2 separate regions of the Bombyx mori genome follow, and region 1 is linked to region 2. Evidence: chromatin contacts called from public Hi-C data. All regions are on one chromosome and are shown on one strand. Each heading gives the region's core, a stretch centred on a gene start, on an enhancer-like site or on the middle of the called end of the contact. The rest is flanking DNA. Distances are from core to core; before and after follow the strand shown. Region 1 holds the start of LOC101746018 (protein split ends). Region 2 holds the start of E(spl)mbeta (enhancer of split mbeta).

Evidence for each region. A called contact is a pair of places that touch in the nucleus more often than the background predicts.
Region 1: a Hi-C map of whole pupa shows a contact between it and region 2, with 2.0 times the contacts expected there. The contact joins the promoter of LOC101746018 here to the promoter of E(spl)mbeta in region 2. A contact is called at or near these places in 2 of 7 Hi-C or Micro-C datasets (posterior silk gland and whole pupa).

Annotation. Positions count from the first base shown.
Region 1 is chr3:10,468,646-10,474,635 of ASM3026992v2, forward strand. LOC101746018 (protein split ends) reads left to right here and starts at 3,576. Exons shown (of 8, transcript XM_012695226.4): 1 at 3,576-3,808. TRNAY-GUA (transfer RNA tyrosine (anticodon GUA)) reads right to left here and starts at 850; the gene lies at 760-850.
Region 2 is chr3:10,068,038-10,074,929 of ASM3026992v2, forward strand. E(spl)mbeta (enhancer of split mbeta) reads right to left here and starts at 5,392. Exons shown (of 1, transcript NM_001170995.1): 1 at 4,368-5,392. The coding sequence starts at 5,351. The coding sequence ends at 4,746. All of the region lies in intron 1 of LOC100302603 (enhancer of split mbeta-2), which reads left to right. LOC134201508 (a long non-coding RNA gene) reads right to left here and starts at 113. Exons shown (of 2, transcript XR_009976846.1): 1 at 1-113.

The sequences.
Region 1 (5,990 bases), core at 2,326-4,825, 400 kb after region 2:
CTACACTATAGAAAAATATTATTAAAGACAAACAATATTTAATCTATTCTCAATTTGACCATAGACGTCAAGAACAAAAGTTTGACAATAAATAAATAGTATGCATGCGTGTGTGTGTCAAATAGATGGTAGTGTGTGTAATGTTTTCTTTATTGATTTAATGTATCTTTTACATCGATCGTAGATCTACGATCGATTATCTTTTATGCATTATTTAAAAAAAATATTAGCATTGTGCTCTTTATCTCTATATTCTCTATAAGTGTGGAAATATTCATACTCCTCCGTCCGCGCAATTTTCGTAAAAAGGGATACAAAGTTTTTGCTTCACGTATTAATAGATAGATTTGAACATTGTTTGTTAAAGTATAGATTTGGTTGTAATAGAAATATCATGTTATTTGTATTAATCGTAACAATACTCTTTAAGCAGATATATATTTTAATTTCTTAATTATACGTTAATCTAGAATCCGAAACTACTGCTAGAAAATCTGGAAAATTTTCATAACAAATATTATATAAGTTTTATAATATAGTTCATATTATAAAATGTAATAGGTATAAAACACATATTATATAATAATATATAAATAAAATTATTGGAAAAAACCGTTTCATTACTGTTCTACTCTGTTATGTTTGTTTTAGTCTACAAAAGGCACCATTAATTAATAAAATGTTTACATTGATTAGTAGATTACTTGTTTTTACGAGTCTTAATTCTTTATTCCAAAACATCAAGATATTAAAAAAAACTCCTTCGAGCCGGATTTGAACCAGCGACCTATGGATTACCACAACTTTGACTCACTACAGTCCACCGCTCTACCAACTGAGCTATCGAAGGCCTACCGCCCAGAAGCGAAATTAAAGACAATACTATAATAAAATTCTATTAACAATCAGTAAAACTATGAGCGTCAATGTTAATAAACCTCATTCGGTGGAATACTTACGTCATTCGATGTTGCAACCTTATATAGCATAATTTATTTAATCAATAATTTTTTTATGAATAATGTAGATAGATGGTTATGTTATCAAAAAATCAATGTATGCGTGATTATTTTGACAAATAACTACCCAATGCTATGAATACTGGCGGATAAGTTCTAAGTTTCCAAACTTACAGCATTATGGGATATATAAAAGCTTAACAAAAATCACTCTCTCATTCCGTCTTTTGTTTTATATTCAAAAGTCAATTTTAAATCTAACCCCATCTAAATATAATTCATCTATTCTCGGCTTTGTTTGCAGAAACGGTCAAAGCTCTTGAACTCTTGAACTATTCGTTCAGAATTAAGCCGTTGAATAAGTTATTGTCAAATATATTAGGGCGCTTAAATATAAAACAAAAAAATCACATTCATATATAATAAAATAAATATTACGTAAACTATGTTTTTTTCTAGTTTTTAGTTTAGTGTAGTTTTTTTTTTATGTCCTTGTAGGCAGACGATCATACGGCCACCAGATAGTGAGTGTTCACCGTCGCCCATGGACGTCAGCAATGCCAAGTTCAGTTCAGTTCATGAAGAGCTAAGCCACTGCCTAAAAAAGCCATTGTTAAACGTAGACTGATACGGGCAATATGACGTATTGTAAGCCCGCATGAGTAGGTACCATCATCTATCCAATTTAGATTTTTCTGCTCTGAAGAGCAGAACCAGTGCTAGATTCGTGATATAGCTGGTAGAAGTACATAGCAGCATACACATAGCTGCGGACCTCACGCAAGTAACCAAAAACAACTTATAATAACCAATAATAAAAGACCCACACCTAATGTCTATTGTCATAGACAATACTGCAATTCTATAGGTACCTACATTAACTAATTACTCTAATTATAGACACTATTGGCTAGAGTATACAAACGGCATTATCACGGGTAGACTCTAGTCTACCACGCTCGCTAACCCATAGACACAGCCACACGTCATTTCGGATCCTCCCGATCCACTAACGGTGCTTTTAGGTACCTCAAGCACCGATCACCGTTCTCGCCGAACGCGTCGCTTACGACGAAGGGCTCGGCGAGTAAATTAACCCACAGACACAGCCCACTGAGCTTCTCGCCGGATCTTCTCAGTGGGTCGCGTTTCCGATCCAGTGGTAGATTCTGCGAAGCACGGCTCTTGCTAGGGTTCGTGTTAGCAACAACGTCAGGTTTGAGCCCCGTGAGCTCACTTACTCGACTGGTTACGCTAATATGGTCTCTGAAGACCATCAGCATATGTAGGAAAAAAAAGACAGCTCATTGAGTTTCTCGCCGGATCTTCTGAGTGGGTCGGAATTCCGATCCAGTCATTGATGTATCAATGGATCCAGTAGTAGATTTAACGAAACACTACTCTTGCTAAGGCATGTAGGTATATGATCCAGTAGTAGATTTAACGAAACACTACTCTTGCTAAAGCATGTATATAAGGCATAAGGAACTTCAGGGTGAAGCTAGAATAGACCTTCGAGACCTTAGAATAGAGCTGCTGTAAGAGAGCTGCAATAAAAAAAATAAAAAAGGTAGGCCAAAACAGGATTTTTTAAGCCATGGGTACCTTAGCCGGCCGAGCGAGACTGCTGTTTTGCAATACGATTAAGCCTTCGAGCTCATACCCACAGTGGGTAACAGCATTCACGATGGCTCTATGGCTCTATGGCTGATCTATGGCTCTTTAAGCCGCCAGCACTTGGAGGGTCGTGAACACATTCATTCATCTATCAACAGCTCCTACCAGATGGGTCGTCGATACAACAACACAAAGCCTATCATTATTTTTTTCGAAGCTCTCTAACTAATTCACGCCTTTTAGCTCACAGCCCACCTGGTGTTAAGTGGATACCGGAATCCATAAACATTTACATTAATTTACAATGCAAATGCCGTCACTTGAGATATAAGTTCTAAGGTGTCAAGTATAGTTACAACGGCTGCCGCACCCTTCAAACCGAAACGCATTACTGCTTCACGGCAGAAATAGGCAGGGTGGTACCTACACGTGCGGACTCAGAAGAGGTCCTACCACTAGTAAAAATTGCCTACATTATTGACTCTTTAATTATGTTACCCCAGACTAACTTAGATCTTAGAAAAGGCGTTTACACGTTCATTATCTACTAGAATAAGAGGAGATCAAGTATTAGCCGTGACTTTAGTCAGAATAATAATTGTGAGTCGCTCCATTATTAAACCCTAATAAATCCGAGCTCGAAGCAAATTGCGATCGCTTAGCGGCTCGATTACAACACGACAAACAATTTCCTGGCGAACACTTTCATCAGACTATAGCAATTGACATCACCAGAATACAGCCTCCGTAGCTTCTATTGTCAAACACATATTTAATTACGACCGTGTGCAGTGCGGCACGCGCTATCGTGTCTGCTTCAAGATCACAAGCGTCTTAAAGTGTTTACCTGAAACGAACCGTAAAGAATTGAGAATAAGTCTCGCTATTGAGCGATCAAACTAGTTCAGTTCAAACGTTTATTATAACGGCACAGGGGTGAATTTCAGCCGATTCCGTACTTTAATACGCCTGCGCAAGAACACAAGACAAGTAAGCTTCAGTCAAAGTGAGGCGGCGCGCCGGCTAGCGCGCTCGCCCGCCGACTGTTCGCGAATCCCGCCAGACACTATGTTATAGAGCATACATCAATAAAACTAACTCCCAATGTGCGTCCCGCTGTAAGGATCTTATCCGTATCCCGCCAACTGAGCGAGAGACAACACACAACCGTCTTTCTAGTCTTCCTAAAGAAAAACGTGGTCAACGTGTGACGATACCGTTGTTTTGATTAGGTAAGTTGCAATTGCCGGTTTAAGGTCGAATGTCGCCCTTGGACAATGCCGGTCTGAATATACGTGTCGCAAATTGAATGCGTGCATGCAACAAAATCATTCAGAAAATTGCCTACTCAAATGCTACCTGAGTTCAGTCATCATTATTGACCATCAAGTTTGCCCATTTGACGTAAGGACGCGCACTATGATCGAAATTCGACCACAATTAATTGACACCTCAAGACCTAAGTAGATTCATTTTATGTACCACTTTCTCCTTTGTTCTGGTTTTGAAAAAATAGAATACTCGCGATTTGAAGAATTATTTACGTTGGTAACACTATGAAAAAAAAACGGTTGGCAAGAAACAAGAATTGGTACTTAGGTATTTCGTCTCCGCCTTTTTAAATATAAATAAAATCGAGATTCGCCACGCATTACTTTGCTGGAGTTCGACATAACCCGCTCTATTATGCCTCTCGACCGGATGTCCATAAATGGATTTTCCCTAGCGTTAGAAAAAAAGGATATCTCGGCACTTTTGTAAATTTAATTTATCAACACGAGTTACGTAACTGTTGTAATAAAGATATCTGCAAAACAAATATTGTGCTATGAAGGATTTCGAACGTAAATTTAAATCTGTCTTTAAATATCTTTGAAGCAAAGGAGTTTTCCAATTAATAAATACGACAACCATAATAATTTTATAGTTACAAAAACATTTTGAAATCGGAATGCTTATTAAATCATAAAGTTATTTAATAAATCCATACAACTTGTTTCTCGTGATCGTAATCAGAAAAGGCAGTAGACAGGTATATGTAATATCTGGATCATGTAACTTTCTCTGACCTCGTGGCCTAAGGAAATGGGATTGTACGATCATTGTGTTTTTTTTATATATTAATACAGAAAAGAAACTACCTTATATAGCAGCGTACTAATGTAACCGTTTCCGAGTTATGTAATATTCTTATTAAAATAATAAGAATATTTTTTTTTTTTTAACTTTTTATATTTTATACGAAACAATCAGTACACTTCATATTCAATACAGAAGTCGTATATTAAACAGGTTAATTCGAAATAAAAATACAGTCATGCTGAGTCATTATACCTACCCGCAGCCCGTTATTTCACAAGGTATTCTTTTCCAAGAAGCGTAGTTGGACGTGCAGGGTAAGTCATACACTGCCCACTTAACTAACGACTTGCCATCTGTGATAATTTGAATACGTATTCAAGTATAACATAAATGATTTTACCTTGACGTCGTAAATGAAAAGTTTTATCTGAACATCTAAATTACAACACAGACTTGTCTGTAATATAATACAATATTAGCATTTTTTTCAGTTTTCGCGATACACTAAATTAAAACTACGTTTTGTCGATTTATTTTATTGTCGGTCGTAATCCGGTTTAACCCGGTATAAAACACGGTTTCACTCTAACGTGAAAAGAAAATTTCCCCAAAACCCTCATATAACACGGTCCTTCTACAACACGATATTTGTTTAAAATTATTTAGAAATTTTACTGTTTATTTTTTATTTATAATAGATAAAAAATACATACGGGCATAGTTGAGATGTTTTATTCAGAAAAATTACTCTCCTTTTTGTACTGGCTTCTATTCTCTTATAACACAGTTGTTTTGAGATTTTGTGAGAACGTATTTACCGTGTAACAGGACCTTTACTACATACATTGTTGTGGTTCACGGACGAGAGTGGTCCTGGGCCAAGGAAGGTCAAGTAGGTACCTGGGAGACCCTGGGTGCATCGATGACATTCCGCCGAACTCACAAACACGAACTCGGCAAAGAGATCGACGTGCAACCTAACCTAAACCTCAGCCCGCTGAGCTTCTCGCCGGATCTTCTCAGTGGTACGCGAGTCCGATACTAGATTCATTCGTGAAGCAATTGCTCTTGAGTTGTTAGATCTCCTTTGGAGGTACTCGGGTAGCTCTTAGCAAATCCCACCCCTCCTGGCTGAGCCCTTGCTCACCCAGCTGTCCTGGTGAAACTGGAAAGGCCTCCGGGCCACCAGTAATCCCTCAAACATAAAAAAGGACGATTGTCGTATAGGAAAGCTTCGATTTTTTTTTATTGCTTAAGGTGGGTGGACGAGCTCACAGCCGACCTGGTGTTAAGTGGTTACTTGGGCCCATAGTCATCTACAACGCCACCCAC
Region 2 (6,892 bases), core at 4,142-6,641:
TACTTATTCGCCCCAGAACGACTTGGCGTCGCTCGGCGGAGCAGGAGCTAGGTGTCTTGGGCATGACGTGGAAGGAGCTAGAACAGACTGCCCAAGACCGATATAAATGGAAAAAAAAATTAGGTAATAGGAAATAATGATGATGATGATCTATTCGCTGGTTGTCTAAGGGGCTATTCCAGCTACGCCCGGACGGGTAGGTGAGCTCACGGGCTCAACCTGAGAGAATTTGCTAACACTAGCCCTAGCAAGAGCAGTCAGTGCTTCGCAGAATCTACCACCGGGTCGGATCGCGACCCACTGAGAAGATCCGACGAGAAACTAGGTGTTCTGTGTCTATGGGCTAGTTCGCTCGTCGAACTCTTCGTCGTAATCGACGAGTTCGAAGACCGGTGCTTGGGGTACTAAAGGCACCGAGAGAATAACTTCACGACGATCGTCAAGTCTGTAACATGCGGCCAATGTCACATATGTTCCACCGGCCTCACTTCGCTTACCACGATGCTAAGCGACCTATGTGCAATGTGATTGCCGTTGCCTTAAATACAAGTTTAAATAAAATTAATGATTTCTTTTCGTACACCATTGCTAGCCTTCTCTTCCTTAACTGGGCCGTCTGCTCGTCTGCCTAAAAAGCAATAAGCCCCCCTCTAGAATGTTCGTATAAATGTAGCGAATATGTATTTAAATATTTTACATTTATTAACAAACAGTTTTGTATTCAGTTTGTTATTTCATTAAAGTGTGAGAATGTAACAAAAAGCATTTTTTTTAAAGTACTTTAAAAGTGTTCAGGTGAAAATCATCTAATGATAACCGAGAAATATTCAATACAGTGTAAAACAAACTTAGAGTATACATAAACTATGTATACTCTAAGAAATCAAATGAAGCTTGTGAGAACCCCTGCAGTACATAATTTACTCGGTACTTACTTATGATAAATATCAGAATATTCCGTTTATTATCTATCGTGCAGTTATCGCGTCACTTAAGTGACGCAATAGGAAACGTACGAGTACTTTTATCGCAAGAAAATACTGTAATAGATTTTTCTTAGTTATTTGTCGACGCGCTCTGGATTGTTCTAGATGGCGGGTGTTGTGCGGGAACTGAAGGGATGTTTCCTTAGTGCTGTGACGTGCTATTCTTCATTTTATTGCACAGTCGATGTGAACCTGCTCATCTAGTGTTTAGTAGCCGAAGCTCATAGGCATCAACAACTCGCGGCTCGAGTTGGCTTGCCCTCTGAGTTTCTCGCCGGATCTTCTCAGTGGGTCGCGTTTCCGATCCGGTGGTAGATTCTGCGAAGCACTGCTCTTGCTAGGGCCAGTATTAGCTACACTCCCGGTTTGCGCCCCGTGAGCTCACCTACACGTCAAGGAGAAGCTGAAATAGCCTCTCAAGGCATAGGTAGGAAAAAAAGAGCTGGGTAGTGGCGTTTGCATTGTTCACGTCCATGCACTCCGGTGGCCACTTAACATGACTTAGCATGATTTTATCGTAGCAGAATTACGCACGACAGATTTTCCAGTGGGACACAAATATCAGATTTGCTTAAGGATAAGATATATAAATGGCCAAAGTTGGCTACGAAAATAGGATTAGGTGGAGATTTTAGGACGCTTAAATAAAAGCGGGCCTAATTAAAATAACAAAATGTTTATTTAATGTAAAAATGTACAGTGCTTTTTTGTTGTCATGGCGGGGTCATGGCCTCCTAGATTTCTTCAGTCGCGCATGCGCGTCACGGAACCAAATGTTTCATTACAAGATGTTGCTCTGGACTTATGCCCGTGGTTCGTTCTACTTGCTTTACTACCTACCGTTTACTAACTGCCCCACCGGGAAGTGGATAACAGTATGGCGAGATGTCGCATCGCCGACGTCCTTGTGCGATTACTAGATAATTAAAATCCGATAACATTATCAGATATCTGTATTGATTTATATTTAGCAATGCTTTGAATTTATTTACGAGCTGATAGCGGCATTGACGTTTTTGTATCTGCGCAAATTTTAGAGATGAGGTACCGGTGTGCTTTCAAGAGCTTTTATTCCTTTCAACGATCTGGCTGTTGTTTTAGTATCAGTGGTTATCGCTAGGTGACGCTTAACACAAAAAGCTTTCTTTGACTAAATAGTTCACCTCGTTCGTTAACAGATGGCGCTACTAGATGTGAATCAACAGTTGACACCCGCGATGCAATTAGTGATGTGATTAGTCTGTGTTGTCAATTTTCTTTTTTTTTGTTTCATAAACACTATTTAGTGCGAACTCTGAATCCTTTATTTAGCAAGTAAACAACAGGTATGCTTGATGGTGATAATTAAAAGCTTTGAATTGAAAATATAGATATGATTTTTTTAACGCAGAAGACTAGGTCAGTCAAGCTTAGTGTTATAGGTTAACTTGGACGCATTTAAATCTTATCAAACAATCTCTTATTAATTAGAGTGAAGAATAGTAGAACCACGTCACTAATTAAAGTTCTTACATCTTTGTAGACTATAATAAAAAGACCCAAACAATTATCTTTTAATGACCACAACATGAATAGTAACATACCAACAATGTTCTATTATTTGTTCGTGAATGTAAACAAATACAAAGATAGATTTGTAGCAAGTAATGTAGCGAGATTTTTAATGAGATACCAAATTGTAGTTTACATTTCCCTTACGTGGCATGATAAACAAAAATGTGCGTTACTTTTTGGTTGCAATGACCCAGTGAAATGCTACCGTATTTCTCGGAAGAAACGAAGTACTGTTATGTTTTTTTGAGAAAAAAAAAGCTTAATTATGTGTTTACGCATTTTGAGGTCTTAACGTTATTTATAGATTATAATTTTGGTGTAGATTGTAAAAATAAACATGCCCTGCTTTAAACTTGTTATTTACAAATAACGAAATACTCTATTCTTTAATGTATAGATTATGAACAAGAAAACTCACTGTCATGTTTATTACGGTAGATATAGGCAGGGACGTCTTAAACTAGGATGGGGCCCTTGGGCACACAAGAATTTGAGGCCCTTTTGGAAAGTAAAATTTATTATAGGTAATCAAATACAGTATGATAAAATATGTCATTAATGATATTAATGTTTTTTGGTTACGATTTCGATAACGGTTTTTTCGGGATTTCTGTTGAGCAAAATCTTTTATTCCTTGTAAATACCTTCCGATTACTGATTTCTGAAAAAAGTGTAATGTGCCCGACAAAAATGTTTTGAGAATAAACGTGTGAGAGAAATTGTCGGTCTTTCGGGGGCCCCTGAGAATGGGGGCCCTGGGCACGGGCCCCGTGTGCCCTTATGGTAAAGACGGTATTGGATATAGGTAGGTACCGAGAATTGCCCGGAATCTGTCATTTAGTATACGAAAAATGTTTTAATCTAGGCTATAAATTATTATTGGGCCAAATTTTATCCAAATCTGTTAAGCCATTTTTTCACAATTAAGTAACATAAATCGAAAAATATATTATATAATTTTAGTAACAATATTTATTTATTTATTCTGCTGATATTTATGAGCGATGTTGACTATTTACCATCACGAAGGTCTTATGCTGCTTGTAATAGCAATTGAAAAATATAGATAAATCTAAAAATGATTGCGTATATAGAACAAAACATAAATTGAAAAAAAAAATCACAATGTTTGAAAATTTGCGTTGACATCCGATTTTTAGATCTGATATTGTGATTCATTTTTAGAATGTCTCTAAGCTAGCATGTGTTAGTCAGCAAGCAAACGCTAATTGTGTTTATAAGCACGTGTTGCTAAGTATGCAACTGTCAAACTATCACAATCGTTCGCTTGAAGGTTTCGTGAATCTCGCATAATTATTTCCGTGATGACGCATGACGTGCGGTTAATGTTTAAAGATATGCCTACCGGTTGTAAACACGTTTGGCTTTCTACGCGATTCAGAATTCAAATGTAGCGCGATAAGTAAGTAAATTGTACGTCTAGTTGTGGAAAGATTATATCATGTAAGTAGCGCGAGTCAATAGCTCCGAGATGTAAACAGGAAAGTTACTCACACGCGCGGCGCCGACTTCAGTGTCAGAGGTTCGCGGGCGCCCTTAACCTCTTTCACGGCTTATCTCGCGAGATTTGACTCGTGATTTGTTTGTTTAGTTGATTGTTGACCTGCTGCTATATTTAGACCCGACAGATTGTCCTGTCTAAATTTCAATAGCTCTGCAATTGAAAATTTCCGAAAACGATACTAATTTGTATACCTATCTATACAAAAACCTTCAATCGAAATATAAATAAGTAAATGATATTGGTTTAATGATAATTTGAATGCAGGATGTTACGAGGACGAAGTTTAATGAAATGCAGTAAATGTGGTAAAAGATAATATTTTTATTAACGTATTATTATGTATTTTGTTCACATAAATGTGAAATCTTTTAACGATAAAATATAACAATGCGAACTTATCATGGTTCGATACAACATACAACATTTCTTATACATTATCTACCTATTACTCTTTTAATATCACAAATTAACTTAGATACTAAATTTTTAATTAAAGCTTTCAAGTTTGGACTTACGAGCTAAGATTTATAACCTACGCTGACTGTGAGATCTAATTTATATTTTCACATGAAACACTAAACTTAAGGGTGGGCGGACATAAGGGCGCGAGCGACTCCGAGCGGTGCTGGAACAGATGTGACCGCGGAGCCGGGTCCGCCGGCTCCATCCGGCACCGTAGTCTACCAGGGCCGCCACACAGCCGATGCTTTGGGCAGTGAGGTGTTCATGCTGCAGTCCAATGGAGTTGCTGTCTGTAGAGGCATCGGTGACGCCGGAGGAGATGGGCTCACGTAACCAGACGATGAAGAAACAGTCGAGAGAGCAGGGCTGGGAGGGCTTGCTGGTGGAGTTTCAGTGCCAGCGGCTGCTCGCTGCATTTCGTTCAGTCTGTGCCCGAGGTGGGTCATTAGTTGAGTGCCCAACCTCACGTCCACACCAGGAATTGAAGCCAGACAGCGGGAAACTTCGTTGGCGGCGTGAGTAAATCCAGCTCTGAAGCGATCCACATCCACGGTAGGGTTGAGTGACAAGCGACGCTGGCGTCTCAGCTTGTGAAGATGGCGAACGGTCAGTTCCAAGATATCAGCTTTTTCCAATTTGGCTACATTCTCTCCTTCAGATTGTAGAGCGCTGACCATCAGCTCCTTGAGTTCGTCGAGGCAGCGGTTGATGCGAGCGCGCCTCTTGCGCTCAAGCATCGGTTTCATCACTTTGCGATATTGATAAGTGCGCGAGACTGGCTGCGGACCGTCTTCCGCGACCGAATACGCGATCTCGTATGACATGTTGAATGTATGTGTGTCGTGAGTAAGAGCGTACGTTTGCGAAGAGCGTAGAACGCGGAATGCAGTATGGCGGTCGAGCGGGGGCTTATATAGGGAGTGGAGGGCGCACGATCGTGGGAACGCTGAGAGCCGTCGAGTTCCCACACGCGCCACCTGTGCGGAGCAGCTGCCGCCGGGGCGCGGGGGGACACGCGCCGCGCGTGCGCCTCGTAAACAATCGCCGCCGCGAGCGCACGCCGCGACGCCTCACCTCCCTAATTGACGTACAGATTCGCTTGCTACCGGTCATCTAAGTGTAGCTCAGATCATTCCAGCCACGTCTAGACCTCAAACAGAACTGTGGCTGTTTAAGCAATGATGTACTTACTGTACTTTTGTTGACGAAAAACTGGTTTTATTAACAACGGTGTTCGTTTATCATTTTCGAAATTTATTTCCTATTCTTCGTTAAACATATTAGTAGCCTTTAGCAGTTTTTAAATCGCCATTAATTTATCACCGATTAATTTAATTTATAAATTTATAACTTCACAGTCTGTAAGCAAGGCCAAGGGAAACGACTCCTAATTATGTCGAAAGTAAGTGCCCACTTATTTTATCGTTCCACATGCGTTTATCAATCAACCATTTCTCCATCGAGTTAAGTTTCATTACATCACGCGTGCATTTAATTAAAGTTATATCTAATTAATACTGGGGATTTGTGTACTGTCGCAACATAATATTATCGATCGGTCGGCTTTAGAGAGAGCTGCTTTACAATGGGCCCGCGTCAATTAAACTTCGATCTGGCTACTGTTGGCGTTCATCAATCACGGATTACTCTCCGTAATAATTATTGACAGGCAACAACAGCCGCAGCGCCTTAAATGAGCCGTTGCTTAATGACTTATAGTTCAAATAGTTTTGCAACGGCCTTCTGATTGAGCTTATATTGTATTCAATAAATCAGTTATGTTTGGCTTAGTCGCGAACGTTCCATTTTATTATTTGCATATGACCACCAAAGTGACCACATTAGTCATGTCGTACAACGTCATTTGTCGATCCAGAAACCAATGATCAAATTTTAGCATGGTTATAAAATATTTATACTTATGAAACATATATATTTATGGATTTGACAAAAATGTTGGCAAACAAATATTTGTTAGCTGTATGTCATTTTGATATAATGTTTATTAGAGCACATATTACTTTACCGCTTTATGTAAAAGTCTGAAAAAAATTAAACTTGTATAATTATGTGTTAAGCCAGAAATGCGCTCCATCGTATTTCATTGAAATTCTCTTAACAAGTAGGTACCTACTCACTTCGGTGGCATGGTCTGCTGATGGAGCCGGAAGCCATAAACCGAGATAGCTCTATTTTCGTTCTTTTTTTAATTCAAATAAATTATTTTGAATAAATCAATATAACGAAAATGATTCGGTAAACTTTCAACGGTGTTTAGGTATTAGATGTTTTTTTTTGGTAGACTCTGCTTGTGTGAATCAAACGCACACACGGGCCGGCGTAGAACTTCTGTCGAGTGTCGGTA